2 separate regions of the Macaca mulatta genome follow, and region 2 is linked to region 1. A link is a contact called in public Hi-C data. All regions are on one chromosome and are shown on one strand. Each heading gives the region's core, a stretch centred on a gene start, on an enhancer-like site or on the middle of the called end of the contact. The rest is flanking DNA. Distances are from core to core; before and after follow the strand shown.

The links. Hi-C and Micro-C count contacts between places; a contact is called where the count stands out from the background.
Region 2: a Hi-C map of cortical neurons shows a contact between it and region 1, with 3 times the contacts expected there. The contact joins the promoter of TTF1 here to the promoter of DDX31 in region 1. A contact is called at or near these places in 2 of 14 Hi-C or Micro-C datasets (cortical neurons and fetal cortex germinal zone).

Annotation. Positions count from the first base shown.
Region 1 is chr15:14,792,943-14,797,887 of T2T-MMU8v2.0, forward strand. DDX31 (DEAD-box helicase 31) reads left to right here and starts at 3,229. Exons shown (of 21, transcript XR_013405346.1): 1 at 3,229-3,935. All of the region lies in intron 1 of SPACA9 (sperm acrosome associated 9), which reads right to left. GTF3C4 (general transcription factor IIIC subunit 4) reads right to left here and starts at 3,272. Exons shown (of 5, transcript NM_001260973.1): 1 at 2,823-3,272. The coding sequence starts at 3,182.
Region 2 is chr15:15,067,790-15,072,906 of T2T-MMU8v2.0, forward strand. It overlaps TTF1 (transcription termination factor 1), which reads left to right and starts at 2,140. Exons shown (of 12, transcript XR_013405343.1): 1 at 2,140-2,187. LOC144334999 (a long non-coding RNA gene) reads right to left here and starts at 4,953. Exons shown (of 2, transcript XR_013405360.1): 1 at 3,820-4,953; 2 at 2,157-2,334.

The DNA.
Region 1 (4,945 bases), core at 1,979-4,478:
ACAGGTAATAGAGTTCAAAGCCAGGCAACAGTTATTTAACTTAATGTAGCAGATGAAGTTAATACTTTCTAAGGCTCCTAACAATTGATGCGCAATACAATTCGGTACACATATATTATCAGAATTTGGAACTATACACAAATGACTCACTAGATGAGTCACTAAATCAATAGTCCAATGGGAAAAACAATTCTGACATTCTTAAATCACTATTTCATTGCTTTTCAGATTTATACTGTTCACCTTTATACCATACAATCTTATAAAACAGCTGATAGATAATTAATGTCTGACCTATTACATAACTGCAGATTTTCCTGCAAATTCATAATCTAAATAACATAATCATAGAGCAAAAGCTTCAAAGGTGTTTAGTACCTAGTTTTCTAACAATGCTACACTAAAACTGTGATCTGTGCTGCAGACTGTCCACTGTTTAGGTTAGACCGAAGGCATGCTGCACAGCACCGAGCAGATTTAAATCCACAGACTGCCAATGGGTGGAGTCATCAAAGAGCTGATACGGACTTCTTTACATTCCTACCATCACACAAGAGTTTTAACCCACAGAGGGCTCTTGTAGAACTGCAGGGACAATTCGGAATTCACTCACTTCAATCAGTCTAAAAAGACTGCAAAAGGACTGATGGTTTATGTGATGTGCATAAAAAAAAAAACCACCACAGTACAGAAGGGGAAGATGTTACTAATTAATTTCGTCGAAGCCATTTGTCAACTATAAGACAGCTATATAAGGATTTCCTGTTACTAGGTAGCAGTTGTGTTAAATGTCAGGTGAGGCAAAATGACAGTCCACAACCACAATATTAATCCAGACTCCTACTCCTTCATACCTGTATAACTGCATTATATTTTCACCTTGAGCATTTACAGTGTGCCAAGAATTGGGCCAAGTGATTATGTATGTTTAATTCAATCTTCCAAAAAGCCTAAACAGGGTTTCATTATCCCTCTTTTATAGATAGGCCTATCTTGTGCCAAAGCCCAATCTCTTAACTTCTATTTTACACTGATCCCAGCAATCATCTTCTTGCCTCTATCCAGCAATGTTCCTGAACCACAGCAGGTCACTCTATGCTAATGAAACTGTTAACAACATCTTGAAGGCTTCCTAGATTGAAGCCAACTTCCTCATACCAACCTTCCAAGTGCACAACTGGCCTCATCTTACTTTCTCTGACTCTCTAGAAAACCTATTTGAGCTCATGTACTGATCCGTCATTATACAAACAATCGTAAATGATGTTCATGAGTTAAACGTGTATGCACATGGGATGAATGCCTCATTCCCACCACCTGGAATGCCCTTTCCTTCCTTCCTCTTACAAACCAAACGCTACCTTCTTTGGGACTGCTGTAGATTCACCACCAGATGACCTGCCCCATAAAAGTCTCTCCTCTTACTATTCCCTCCTTTCTTTACATTCTCTCTGCTAAGGTATTCGATCTCTACCATACTGACATACATACTTTCCTTGAGTTGATGTGCGTATGAATATCCTTGGAAACAGTTAAGTGCCTTTTCAGCAGAAGATACACCTTTTAAATCACCTTTCTTCTGCCTTCCTCCTTTTGTAATTCTCAATTTCATAGGGTTGCATCTGTCTATCTGATCTGTTTACACTTGAACAAATGTGTTCACATCCTCTTCAAGATCTCAGAGAAAGCTCAGTCATACAAGCTGACGAACAATCTAACAACAAGCTGTTTGAAACTTGAATTAAATATGCTACAAAGTGATGAGGGTTATCATCACCCTACCTATAGCTAATGACTCATATTTTAAATGGCTGTACAGAATAAGAGTTTACGAACACATCAACATGTTCTCTGTGTGTGGATACACATCTTTCTAATGCTTATCACTACCTGACAGGACCTTATCATTTGTGCTTGACTTGCCAAAGAATGTAAGCTTCATGAGGGCAGGGGCTCTATTTTGCACACTGCTTTATTTCCAGAACATGCGGTAGCACCAAGCACAGCGGTATTCAAATATCTATTGAATGTATGAATATACACTTTGACAGATCACACGTAAGTGTACGCTTCTATTAAGGATATATGGAAAGTTTTTACCCCTCTAAGCAACTAAAAGGAACGCTATGGCTTACTACTTGACCTTGCGCTTGAAGTTTAAGATATGCAGTTGTTTCGAGTCTTTATTTTCGTTCTACATCCCAAAGATGTTTGGTTAGTGAAGAAAAACTAGAGTACAAACCCCGAGATCCAGTATTTACCCGTTTGCCCAAGGAGAGGCGAGGACCATTCATAATAAAGTCACTTAAACAGTTAAGACTATGGATAGGACCAGTTTTTCTTTTCTCAAGCTAAAGTGGCGCGAGAGGAGGGCACACACAGTAGACAAAGCCAGCCAAGAAGCTCGGAAACTCGGCCCCGAACAATAGGAGCAACGACAGAGGCAGGCCCCGGGTTGGATCTGCAGGGGGTGGAGTCTCAGAAAGCTCCACCGAGTAACCCGTTCCATGTGCCGGCCCGACGCTGGGGCGAAGGAGGGGTTGGCGGGACTTAACTCCGGGAAAGCCCCCTGGGTGTGTACCTGTGTTTGGGGCGGCGGGTGACCTGGGGAAACAGGGTGTAGACAGCTGCAGGGCTTTTCTTTCTTTCTTTTTTTTTTTTTTTAAAGCGGTGGCAACCCTGGCTGCTTAATAAATCCCCAGCGCTCGGCGCGAAGAGGGAAATCCCCGCACCGAGTGCGGGACCGGATTCCCCTGGGACGGATGACGCGGCCGCGAGAGGGGGACAGGGGAAGACTCTGGGAATGGCGAGGGATGACTTACTTTGAGGAGACAGCTGTTGAGAGGGGCGGGCACCGAGGTGCGGTGGATAACCAGGTCCTGGCCCGGGTTGTGCACGTCGCAGATGAGCTCCAGCACAGCGATGCTGCGGGCCGTGGACACAGACACGCGGTGGTCCTCGGACCAAGCCAGCGGTTCCAGGCCGCTCACCGCATACTGCAGCTTCACGGCCGGCTCCCGCCGAGTCACCATGAGGCGGAATGCAGCGCTGGGCCCCGGGGCCGCGTCCGCTGCTGGCTCCTTCCCGCCCGCCTCGCCGCCCCCCTCCTCTCCCTCCTCCTCTCCGGGTGGCGCAGGCCCGTCGTCCGCGGGCCCCACTCGGGCCTGGTCGGCCGTGTTCATCTTCTCTCAGGTGCAGAGGTCGGACGCCCTGGCGCTCCAAACCCGCGTCTCAGTCGCGCCGCCACCTCCCGGACCGCCGCCGCCACCCCCAGCACCCTCCGCGGCGGTTTTCTCCCCTCAGGCCCCGAGCGCCGCCGAGCCAGGAAGGACCCCGCCGTTGCCAGGCAACGCGGCTCTGCCAGGTGGCCGAGGAACTGCCTGTCCAGAAAAAGGACCGCGAGCTGGGAGCCAAGAGGACCCCCTTCCCCCTGCCCAGGCTGGGACTGAGCTCCAGAGCCTGTTAGGGAGCTACCCAGTTAGGCTTTAGTTCCTAAAGTGCCGAGGAAACGCACGCAGCAGTAAAGGGGAGACTCGTCGGTGAGATGGCGCCGGGCCTCGTTTCTCAGAGGCATTCAGAGAGCTTCCCCAGCGTGAACTCTCGGCCGAATGTGATTTTGCCACGCCGCGAGGGACGCAGAGCGGGGCTGCCACCCGGCGGGGGCACGCGCCCCCGGCTCGCCCCGACCCGGCCGGTGCCGCCGTCCCCGGCTCCTCTCGGGGCTGGTGCGTACAGCTGGAGCCGTTCCGGACCCGGAAGGGGCGGTGGCGCAGGGTCCTCGCGCGTCCCACGTGGGGTCCCGGGCCCAGCAGGTCTGCGCACCCGGCTCGCCGCTGCACCACGCGTCACCCACGCAGGCCATGGCAGCCGCCGACAGTTCGCTCTCGGACAACCCCAGGACGTTCTCCAGACGTCCCTCAGCCCAGGCGAGTCGAGTGAGTTCTGACCTGGCTTCAGCTCCGTCCCCACCCGCGGCCCGGCTCTCGGCGCGCCGCGAGCTGCAGCCGTGCCTCAGAGTCGGGTTTCGAGTCATTTACGGAGTTCAGCGGGAGAAAGTCAGACACGGGGCAGCTTCTGGACAAGTTGCGCCGAAACACGTGTCTCTAACCGGAACACCACCCGCGGGGATGCGCCTGGAAGGGGGGAGTGGAGCGGTGTGGAGGGGCGGGAGCTGGCTCCTGCGCGTGGAAAAGTAGAGGAAAGAATTAGAGGCTGTTTCCCGTGGAAGGTAGGACCTGACGCTCCGGCGCAAGTCCCAGGCCAAGGCTTAACTTCTCTAAGCCAGTTTCCTCGACTGAGTGCGGACTAAGCTCTGGGTTTTTTTTATTTTTTTATTTTTTATTTAAATCTTCCTACATTCCTGTTTGGGAAGAGTCATGCGCTACAAACCATAAATTCTCATCAGATGGCTTTCATTTAACCCTATATATCGTGACTTACTTTCCAGTCTGGCTCTGGCCTAATATTATGTGACAAAGAAGAAAGTTAAAATATTACCCCAAAACATATTTCTTTGCCATATTTTGAAATGGCCCTGCAAAGCTGTTCTTTGTGGCCAGGGCGGGGGGCGTGGAAATTTCCATCTGTAAAGAATCTCTATTAACAAAGCTAGATCTTTTTCTTCCAGGCCCTCGCAATCCTAAAGAGATTAAGAGTCTACCACCTTTCAAAGATCTGAATAGGGAACACTTGTCTGTTGTCTCTAAGGGCAGCCACTGAAGACTTCAAAAGAACCTTGGTCTCCACAATCTTATCTTCACCTGAGCATTTTCTTTGTATGCATCCCAGGTGTTTAGACAAACTCAACCAATTGTCAACCAGAAAATGTTTAAATTTACCTATACCCTGGAAGTCCCCGCTTTGAGTTGTCCCACCTTTCTGGACAAAACCAGTGTATTTCTGAAATGTATTTGATTGATGTCTGATGCCTTTCTAAAATGTGTAA
Region 2 (5,117 bases), core at 890-3,389, 270 kb after region 1:
AGCTGAATGGCAGTGCCCACCGCTGCTTACAAGCTGGGGAAATTATAGGCCTGGGCAGGGAGGGGCCCCGGGGGGAATAGCCTACTGCCTGGGAAGATGTTGATAAGGTATTCCCATGATGAGGCAGTTTGGACTTTGTTCTGGTGGAATGTGATGTTCCTGGCACTTTCTCCCAGCAGAATATGATAAGAGGCATGCTGTTTCTCACCGCCTGAACCCCTGTGGAATGTTTCACTCTAAGCAAGGGCTGTGAAATGGCAGGGGGCTTACAAAATGGTGTAATTTGGACTAACAGATTCACCCATCCCCAGCAGTGGCCACATTTTCTTGCTCTCTCTCTGTGAGTGTGTGAGTATGCACATACACACAATACAAAATCACCTGAAAAAGTATCTGTCAACACCATATTTAACCCTAGTTACTTCATCAGGTAGCAAGGACATTCCCATGTATAACTACAATGTCATTATCATGTCCGAAGATTTTAATGTGATACAATAGTGTTTATTATAAAATCCATTGCAAAGTTGAGAATCTACATTTAAAATAAAACAAAACAAAAAAGCTTCCCAAGTGATTGGTGCAGTTGGAGGAGGATTGGAAACCACTAACCTGTATGATCTCTAATCTCTCCTCTAGTGCCAGCCTTTTGTGGGTTCATTCATGCATCACTAGTACCACAAGGCTCTGGGTAAGTGGGCTCACCACAGAACACGTGACACCAATGACGAACCTGGACTTCAAGGCCTTACGTATCAACAGTGGACACCACCACATTTACAGACTTCTCCAGACAGAGCTCCAACTGCACATCCACGTCCCAGAGCAGCATATATAGGTTCATCATTTCTCCAACCTGCTTCCCTTCCAGACTTTCATGGAAGCATAGGTTGTGCATTTTTAAATCAAAGACACTTGGCAGATCACATAGAAGTCAGGTGGAACAGTGAGGGGCAAGATAGTGGAGTAGTAGAAAGAGCATAGGTCTGATTTCTGGCTGGCCCATTTAAGTCACCTTTGACAAGTTACTGTAAACCCAGGTTTCTTATCCACAAGGTGGGATTAATAATACCTCATAGATACCTACAAGGATTAAGTGAGAAAACTTGTTGCCTATATCGTATATGTTCCCTATCCAAAAAGGTTAAACGTTTGGTTGGTAAATATAATGGCCTTGAATTGATAGCCAGGTTAAAGCTGCCCTTTTAGCTAGGTCTTTTCAGGACTCTGTTGAAATGGGAAGACTGGGATAGATCTCCAAACTCCTGCCAGCTCTAACCTTCTAAGACTTCATCCAAGCTTAACATCCATCAGACTCTGCACCTGCAGACCTCTGACTTCATCTCCTACCCCCTCCCCTGCATTCACATGCATTCACTTAGGCTGGGCGTGTGCGACCTGTCACCCTGTGGGTTCACTCTGTGAATTCACTCTCTGCTCCAGCTGCTCTGGTCTTCTCCCAGGTCCTCCACCAACCAAGTTCAGGACTTTTCCATTCACTTCCAGCCTGGAACACTCTTCTGTCTAGATTTTTTGCCTGCCCTTTTCATTTAGAACTCAGTTCAAATGTCACTCCTCAGTGAGCCCTCCCTTACATCTGAAGTAGCACTTACTGTCCCCTAGTCACTCTCCATCATGTTACCCTATTTTATTTTCCTTACAAGGTAATCAGAAATTATCTTAGTTGCTTTGTTTGTCATCTGTCTTCCCAAGTTGTTCCTGGAGTTCACCAAAAACTCAGCTCAAATGTCACTCCTCAGTGAGCCCTCCCTTACATCTAAAGTAATACCCACTGTCCCCTAGTCACTCTCCATCATGTTACCCTATTTTATTTTTCTTACAAGATAATCTGAAATTATCTTAGTTGATTTGTCATCTGTCTTCCCAAGTTGTTCCTGGAGTTCACCAAAAACTGGAATAAATGGAATGCACGCATGCATTAGTACGTCAATGGAGGGGCATTCTGTCCTACTTTCTTCGTTTTAGGAGCACGCTCTACCCCACCTGACCTCTAAAGGACCTAGAAGGAAAATGGGTAGACAACTGCGCGCGCTTCCACTGCCTAGCGGCAGCCGTGTTACCATGACAGCGTGACGCCGAGGGGGCCGGAAGGCGACGCACTACTACTTCCGCTTCCTCAACAGCAGCACTTCCGGGTTGGGAGAAAGGTGGCAGCGCTTTTGGAGGGTAAGTTGAAAGCGCCTTTGTTAGTTGTTTCTGCATTTCAAAATGCGCACGTAAAAACCCAGCGTGGGGTGGTGGATTTCCCCGTCTTCTGGGAGACCCGCCTTTTGGCCTGAGGTCTCCAGGCCGCGTCTTCGCCCCAGGCCTTATCTTGGGGAAACTGAGGTTTGGGTCTTTTTTTTTTCTTTTTTTAAAGATGGAGTCTTGCTCTTGTCGCCCAGGCTGGAGTGCGGTGGTGCGATCTCGGCTCACTGCAACCTCCGCCTCCTGGTTTCAAGCGATTCTCCTGCCTCAGCCTCCCAAGTAGCTGGGATTATAGGCGCCCGCCACCACGCCTAGGTAATTTTTGTATTTTTAGTAGAGACGGGGTTTCACCATGTTGGCTAGGCAGGTCTCGAACTCCAGACCTCAGGTGATCAACCCGCCTCAGCCTCCCAAAGTGCTGGGATTACAGGCGTGAACCACCGCGCCTGGCCGAGGCTTGGGTCTTTGGGAGTGAGAAGATGGAGAATTCACATCTGGTTAGTTCCTCCCCTCTCAGCCCTGGAGCGCCCACCTGGAAGCGGAGCGGGGTTTTTCTGGCACCTCAAAGGCGGTGAGAGAATCCGGGACCAGGTTTGAGCACATATCTGCAGGGCGGGAAGTGTATGTTCTGAGTAAGGGGGGATAAATGTATATCCGTTCTTTCAATATGTTTGGAGCACTGGGGAGCCATTTGGGAGCAAGGTGGCCAAAATTCCAGCCCTCAAGAAGCCGATCATATTATAACTGCCAGAAGTGTGGTGGGAACTGAAAAAAGCAGGGTTTCTGAAACCTAGAGAGAAGTGAGAGGTAGAGAAGTAGGCATGGACCTACCTCTCTCCATCTCTAGGCTAGATTATGAAGAAATGAAGACCTTTGCAGGTCTGTGAGGATTTTGACTTTATCTTAAGAATAACAGGGGAACTCTAAAAAGTTTTTAGCAGGGAGAGACTATATGTTTAGAAGGTTGTACTAGGCTCCAGAGACCAGAGGAAGTATTTACAAAAAAGAAGGAAAGGAACTGATGGAAGGGGAAATGTTATATAAAGAAATCAAGGCTGGGCGCTGTGGTTTACGCCTGTAATCCTGACACTTTGGGAGGCCGAGGCAGGTGGGTCACCTGAGGTCAGGAGTTCAAGACCAGACTGGCCAACATGGCAAAACCCCGTCTCTACTAAAAATAAAAAGATTAGCCGGGATTGGTGGCGTGTTCCTGTAATCCCAGCTTCTACTCCGGAGGCTGAAGCAGGAGAATCGCTTGAACCCGGGAGGCGGAGGTTGCAGTGACCTGAGATCGCGCCACTGCACTCCAGCCTGGGTGACAGAGTGAGATTCTGTCTCCAAAAAAAAGAAAGAAAGAAATCAGCCGGGCGCGGTGGCTCACGCCTGTAATCCCAGCACTTTGGGAGGCCGAGGTGGGTGGATCATGAGGTCAGGAGATTGAGACCATCCTGGCTAACACAGTGAAACTCTGTCTCTACTAAAAAATACAAAAAAATTAGCCGGGCGTTGTGGCGGTCACCGGTAGTCCCAGCTACTCTGGAGGCTGAGGCAGAAGAATGGCGTGAACCCGGGAGGCACAGCTTGCAGTGAGCCAAGATCACGCCACTGCACTCCAGCTTGGGCGACAGAGCGAGACTCCGTCTCAAAAAATAATAATAATCTGTTCTGTTTGTGATTTATTAAGAGGTCCTAAAAGATGGGCCTGAAAAGCATCTGTTGAAGTTAGTGGCTTTAAGGACACTCTTGCTGGAGCAGTCTCAGTGGAGTAGTGGGGTGGGAGCTCCAAGGATGTGGGTTAATAAGTGGATGAAAGGTGAGGTAATGAAAAGAGTGATTTCTCTATCAGGAATGTTGCTGTGAAGGGGAAGAAAGAGAACAGCTGGATGAGACTTAGGGTTAGACGACAGTTGCTTTTTTTTTTTTTTAAGTTAGAGGAGATTAAATATTATTGGTGTTTTACTAGAAAACACAGGCTGAAGATACAGGAGAGAGATGGGGTACCTGGGGGACCACTATCTCTCTGAGAAGGCAGGAGGGGGTTGGGAGCCAGCACACATTTTCCTTCCTATAACAGAAGGAAATAGCCTTTGACAGAAGAAGGGACACTTCCTTTGTTGCAGCAAGTGAGAGAGAGAGGATGTGGCAGCACAAGCAGGTGTGTTAGACTTGGGGGAGTGACCTATTTCTTGTCTAATACAGTTGATATTTACTACCCAGGATAAACTAGGTAGCTTCTGTAGAAAATATGCTTAGCATTCAGACTTTAAAGACCGCTGATATAGAGAGAGCTCTGGGGTCTGTTAAGGAAAAATAGCAAGTGCAGATCACAATATATAGCTGTTACCTTCTGTGTAAGAAAGGAGAAGAAATATGAAGATTATTTTGATTTTTGTACCATGTAAATGTGTTATTTAGCCAAAAATAAAATCTAAAAACAAATGAAACCCAGAAGCAACACAGAGCAAAGAGAACAATAAGACATGTTTGCAAAATTATATTTGTAATCATCTCTTTTGGAAAGTGCGTTTCTGTTACTGTATTTTAATTCCAAGTGCACACACCTGATATGTGAGTATTAACGTTAGTGGCTTATGAAATTTATTCCAGTGTTTTGCAGAATGTTTGCTCTTTGTTGGACACTAACAAGGCATATCCAACTTCTTTCACAAAGAGGCTGACTTCTGGTTTGAGGTCAGTGGATACCTGATATCCCCACTGCGAAGCCCTTTTGTGGATCCTGCACTCTTTTTTTTTTTTCTTTTGAGACTGAGTCTGGCTCTGTCGCCCAGGCTGGAGTGCAGTGGCCGGATCTCAGCTCACTGCACGCTCCACCTCCCGGGTTTACGCCATTCTCCTGCCTCAGCCTCCCGAGTAGCTGGGACCACAGGCGCCCGCCACTTCGCCCGGCT